2 separate regions of the Pan troglodytes genome follow, and region 2 is linked to region 1. The links are chromatin contacts, called in public Hi-C maps. All regions are on one chromosome and are shown on one strand. The core of a region is the stretch at or near the end of the contact, and the rest is flanking DNA. Distances in the headings are between cores, read along the strand shown. Region 1 has its middle 120 kb from the start of GLI3. Region 2 has its middle 240 kb from the start of INHBA.

Region 1 (3,088 bases), core at 192-2,691:
GCTTAAAAAGAAAAAAGGAAACAAAAGGTCGCAATTCAGCTACCATGAATTCCACTTCCAGCATCACACCTGTTAGTGCATATCTTTCTTAGCATATTCCCTTGTGGTCCTAGAACAAAATGACAAAACTACTACTAGGTCTTACAAACAAACTCTGGTGAGCAAAGCCACCAAGTTCCTGGCACTAACAGTTTTCAGGTATTCCTTTTGACCAATATAAATGTGGTTTTAAAAATTCTATATGTATATATTGAAAATATAGGCTTGCATATTCAAAGAGATAGACCTGTGCTTCCTAACATGCCAACCACAACATCATGTAGCTTTTTGCATATAAATCTAATTGCAATTACATTATACTAACAGTTCAATTCTTCAATCACACTGCCCACATTTCAAGAGTTCAATAGTTACAAACGGCTAGTAGAAATTAGCATAGCTACAGAACATTTTCATCATCGCAGAGAGTTCTGTTGGATGATATTGGTCTAAAAGGATATAACCCACATTAATAGTAGTAGCTGTCACTAGAAATTGAGATCAAAGGGTAGTAGAAAGGGAGTTACTAGTTTTTTTAGTTTGTGTTTCTTCAGTTTTTTTTTTTTTTTCAGAGTGTGGTTTACTTTTTTTTAACATGAAAACCATGGAAAACTTGAAGTATTGGCTGGAAATCTTTAAACTAAATATATTTTGGGGCCACATTTGGTCAGTGTGCACATGTATTTAGGAATTAAGTTATGAAATATTTAATTGAAATATTATGAAATTCATTCACATGAACACTGTTCCATAATCAAAGCAAAATCATTCTCACTGTTTTTTTTTCACATTTATAGATAAAGGAAAGGAAAAACATGAACTTCAAAAGTACATCTCCAAGTCGACTTAAGTTTAGCTTAATTTAATAAACACATATGGAGCTTCTATAGTGGTCAGGCCCTATGTTAGGTACTGGAGGAAAAGGATAAACATAACCCTCCAAGAGCTTACAGTCTAGTAGGAAGACAGATCTATAAATAGATTATTCCAAGCCAGAGAGGCAGGTGTGATGAAAGAGCTGTGTTTAGCAATTGGTTTGGGAATTCAAGAAGGTCCATTAGCCCAGCTCTGAAGATCAGAAAAGTCACAGTTCAACTCACTTAGAAAAGAATGAGTACATCTTAATTAGGTAAAGAAGGAATACAGGGAGATTGAAGCACATGCTTGGAAAATAAGAGCAAAAGCATCTTAAACCAGAAGGGAGGTTGTGCTTTCCCCAGAGGGAGGCCAGTAGAACAAGCCACACCTCAGCTGATGGACTAATTTTCTGTGTGACTTGGGAAAGGGATGGGTGCTGCACTGTTATAGGAAACAGCAAGAGCTGTCATGTGAGACAGCCCTGGGTCTGAATCCTGGCTCCTTTGCTTCCTAGCCATTGAATATGTAAGCCACTTCACACATGCAACCCACTTCACATATGCCTAACAATACCCACCTGGCAGGATGGGGTGAGGATTGAAGGAGCTATGGTTTAGTAAGCCCAGAACACTGCTGTTCCTGATGCCCCTCAAGGCTCTATCACTTTTCTTCTTTATCACAACTATATTATTTAATAAAATGTTACTATCAACACCATCAATAACTGCCTTATACTGAGCACTTACTGAGTTCATTGTCCCTGTGCCAAGGACAATTGCAGTACCTATTTTCATCCACCTCGCAAACCCCTGAAATAAGCATTATTTTCCCCATTTTGTAGAAGAGAAAGCAGAGGCTTGGAAAGGTGAAGTAACTTTCCCAAGATCCCATGCCCATCTAGAAGCCCAGAACTTGACCAAGGCTGCAAAGCTGCAAGGCTGTCTGGCAACCTCTCTACTCTATGTTTCTCCAAATGGAGCAAATGAGAATCTTTGTGATGTGGCTGCTGATCCACATTTCAGCAGAGTTTTTGGGAAAAATTTGAACAATGAAGAATTATCATCCACAGTGTCAGTCTGTTGAAGGCCTGCACACAGGACTCTGTTTTGAAAGAACACAACGCTTTTTTAAATAATATGCCCATGCAGCTTTATTCTTTCTTAATTCCAAAGAGCGACCTTATTCAGGCAGTGTCCCTGAGCAGTTATACTCCAGCAAGCCTTGCTAGACTCCTGCTCAACCCTTCCAGCCTCCAGGGGCTCTAGGTGGCTGCAATGTGACTTTAGGAGACCAGTTCCAGACTGGAGACTCCAGTCAGTCAGATGCTGATCAAGGAATAATTTAAACAATCATCATTTAAATGATAACTGCAAGCAGTGGATCCATTCAATCATAGCCAACACATGCACATCTTCGAACCTCCAATGCCCAGCCTCATGCACTGACCCAGGCCAGGTATGGCCAAGAGCTGTTGGGCTCTGGGCCCACAAGATCTACAACCAAAGAATAAGGATGGTGCTCCTCAAGTTCAAGCACCAGTCTGTGCATAATATCTGAGTCGGCAAGACAGGGCTCAAATTGAGCTAAAATACACACTGCCCATCCCCACCCCCACCCTGCTCCTGGGCTGCCCTTTCCTGTCACCTTCCTGAGGCCCTCTGCTTCTGGCCATTTCCTTGTTTAGAGAGAGAACAGAAGGAGCTGCAAACTGGGAAATACATTTTTAATCAGTTACCAGACTCCTTTGAACTTCAACATGAGCACCCTCAAGGTGTGCTTCAAATTTAGAGTGGAAGTTGCCCAGAGAAGCCATCTGAGATAATCCAAACCAGAATGGCAGTGGCCAAGTTCACGAGTGTGTTGGTCAGGCCCCTGAGCCCTGTCTTACTGACTGAGATGTTATGCACAGACTGGTGCTTAAACTTGAGAAGTACCATCCTTACTCTTTGGTTTGCCCTGTAACTCTGGTTACAGAGGTGGGCACTCCCACTGGGTCCTTACTGGGACCAACGTAGTTCTGGGACCCCAAACCCAGTGGGTTTCTCATCTGCAAGCATGAAATTCTGATTATCATTCTTAATATTACTGTTTATTATTTGCATTCCTGTGCTAAATAATTAATCTGTGCCAGCAAGCAATGTCCTAAGACTTTACCAATAGTACCTCATTTAGCCTTCACGAAAACCTTGGA
Region 2 (2,992 bases), core at 404-2,903, 400 kb after region 1:
TCACAGACTCTACTGTAAACTGAACACATTTATATTATATCTCTAATCTCTATTCTCACAATAGTCTTACTAGTATTACCACCACTTTAAAAATGGAGAGAGAGAGAAAGAGAAAGTGTGTGTGTTACCTTTCTGAAATCACTCAGCTAGCAAGTGCGAGAACGGGGATCCCAACCCTCACCACTTCTCCACATTCCTTGTTTTGCTAATCAAGATGTATGACCCTGTTTGGGGTTAGGCACAGTGGCTCAAGCCTCTAATCCCAGCACTTTGGGATGCCAAGGAGGGTGGATCACCTGAGCTCAGGAGTTTGAAACCAGCCTGGCCAACATGGTAAAACCCCATCTGTACTAAAAATACAAACATTGGCTGAGAGTGGTTGTGCACACCTGTAAATCCGAGCACTTTGAGAGGCTGAGATAGGCAGATCACATGAGGTTAGGAGTACGAGACCAGCCTAGCCAACATGGTGAAACTGCGTCTCTACTAAAAATATAAAAATTAGCCGGGCGTGGTGGTGCACCTGTAATCTCAACTACTCAGGAGGCTGAGGCAGGAGAATCGCTTGGACCCGGGAGGCAGAGGTTGCAGTGAGCTGAGATTGTGCCACTGAACTCCAGCCTGAGTGACGGAGTGAGACTATGTTTCAAAAAAAAAGATGTTATGACATTGTTTGGGTCATAATCAGTCACAGAGAAACATAGTGGCAAAATCCCAGTCTCTGAGTTCCAAGGCAGAGAATATGTGAGTTTACTCAGAGATGACAATTTAAGATTGCCTCTTCCTTAGCTCTGGGACCTCAGGCAAGTTTATGTATCTGTGCCTCAGTGTCCTCATCTGTCCAGATGACTGAATCATTGTGAGCAGGAGATGAGTTAAGTCTTGCAGTGTTTGCAGGCACCAGGGAGGTGGCACAGGTTATAATTAACAGTTCAGACATCAGGGAAGGGTTCCAAGAACATGAGTTAAACACTGACTAGGGAGGGGCCCTTTCAGAAGAGGAAGAGGTGGAGAGGAAGGTACAAGAGACAGTATGAGGTGGGAGAGTGGACCTCTGTAGATGAGGGTCAGGAAGGAGGTTGACGGGATGTACATAAGGCACTGGCAGGAATGAAAACTCGGGGTGAAGGTGCATAGGCCCCAAACACCCCATGAAGGAGTCTGGGCTTTGCCCTGGAGGACCAGAGCTGGAGGGGACACACCAGGGGGGCCAGTGGGTGTGCTTTTTGGAGAAAATTTTAGAAGAAGAGGGAGGAGGCCAGAAGTCAACGATGCCTGGTCTAGAAGTCATAGCTTCTGTGAACGAGGAAGTCTCATAGGCAAAAGAACAGGCCTGGTCTTATGGGGTTCTGGGTCCAAAGGCCAGACCTGTTGCAAAGTGTCAGCAAGAGAAAAATTCCTGGCCCTCTCCTGCCAGCTCTAGCTCCCCCTGTCAATGAGAGAAAGAACAGGCCTATTCCAGAACACTCAGCCATCAGGCACAATCTCCAAGACTTGACTGTCCACTGCCCTCCTTCCCTCCCTCCACACTCCCCTCACCACACTTGTGGAGGGCCTGGGGATTAATGCCCAGTTTGCAGGGCATTTAATAGTGGCTTCTCAGCCGGCGGAGCTGCAAACGCGTCCAACAGCCCCTTCAGCCCATGCTGCTGCTGCCACCGCGTGGTGCAGGCGGGGAATGACTGCGCACCGTCCCTGTTCAGCGGGAGCACCGGAGCCCATCTCCACCTCCGTTGTCTGCGCTGAAGAGGAAAGAACCACGTGGATTCAGTACGGGGAATGTTTCTTGTTTAGGAACTGTAATATAGGGATTGGACACTAGCTAAAAAAGAGCATCTTTGGAGATGGGGGGTATCAAACAGTTCAAATATGCTTGGGATTCATCAATATGAGACTTGGAGAAACATCTCTGTGGCCACTGCTGTGGCTTTCTTGGATCTGAACCAGACACTGCCTTTGTTTTTTACTACATATAAGCCAGAGGGAGTCCTGGGCTGCCTGAGCTGGGGAGGCGGGTGCGGTGACAGCAGCGCCCCTGCAGACTGAGCCTGCGAGTCCCACGCGTGAAGCCCACGCGTGAAGCCCGCGGGGTGCGCCGGGTTGTGCGGGCCATGGCAGCTCCCAGCCCCTCCACACATCGGGTCGGCCACTTCCCTGCGGGGACAGAATCCAGCATTTTTTCAACTGTCCTAGTCTATGTATAATTCCGTTTGTCTTTTGAAAGCAGTTGTTTATTTTGAAAGGCACAAGCGGAATGCCTTACATCAGCGCCCCTTGACCCGGAGGTAGGAGGAGCGTGAGAGGAGCCACAGGGTGGACTTTAAACCACACCGATGTGCTTGAGTCACGGGTCCTCGGGTAGCAAGTGGCTCTGCACAAGTTGTTGAACTTTTGAATTTTTTATTTTGACAGAGTCTCACTATGTCCCCCAGGCTGGTGTGCAATGGCACGATCTCGGCTCGCTGCAACCTCCGTCTCCCCGGCTCAAGCAATTCTCCTGCCTCAGCCTCCAGAGTAGCTAGGATTACAGGCGCCCCCCACCAAGCCCAGCTACTTTTTTGTAGTTTTAGTAGAGATGGGGTTTCACCATGTTGGCCAGGCTGGTCTCAAACTTCTGACCTCAAGTGATTCGCCTGCTTCAGGCTCCCAAAGTGCTAGGATTATCGGTGTGAGCCACCACGCCCGGCCAGTTGTTGAACTCTCTATGAGCCTCTGTTTCCTCATCTGTGGAATGTGTCCTAGTCTATGTAGTAGATTAGTCTCTCTTGTAGAGGAGTCCAAATCATCAAGGGCGGTGTGTTTGCCTTTCATTTTACCCCACTCCAGACCACTCAGCAGGGCCCCCTTCTTGTTACTCCCTTTAACTATTGCAGCGAGTTAGGCAGTGACCCTTATATTCATGTCCGGGCAATCACTTCAAACATGGATATAGATGAACTCTGTGCCAAAAGAAGCATGTAACTGATTGCCCCCCAAAAGGAGAGGGCCAGGG

Evidence for each region. Hi-C and Micro-C count contacts between places; a contact is called where the count stands out from the background.
Region 2: a contact with region 1 is called in a Hi-C map of induced pluripotent stem cells, with 2.1 times the contacts expected there. The contact joins two enhancer-like sites. A contact is called at or near these places in 2 of 7 Hi-C or Micro-C datasets (induced pluripotent stem cells and stem cell-derived neural progenitor cells).

The regions. Positions count from the first base shown.
Region 1 is chr6:47,041,895-47,044,982 of NHGRI_mPanTro3-v2.0_pri, forward strand. No RefSeq gene overlaps it. Among named protein-coding and RNA genes, the nearest start is that of GLI3, 120 kb to the right of the region's middle. Within about 2 kb of position 1,442, at least 1 of the 24 cell types and tissues checked has an H3K27ac peak or open chromatin away from gene starts, as enhancers often do. A contact at or near this core is called in induced pluripotent stem cells, where this site is marked.
Region 2 is chr6:47,443,103-47,446,094 of NHGRI_mPanTro3-v2.0_pri, forward strand. No RefSeq gene overlaps it. Among named protein-coding and RNA genes, the nearest start is that of INHBA, 240 kb to the right of the region's middle. Within about 2 kb of position 1,654, at least 7 of the 24 cell types and tissues checked have an H3K27ac peak or open chromatin away from gene starts, as enhancers often do. A contact at or near this core is called in induced pluripotent stem cells, where this site is marked.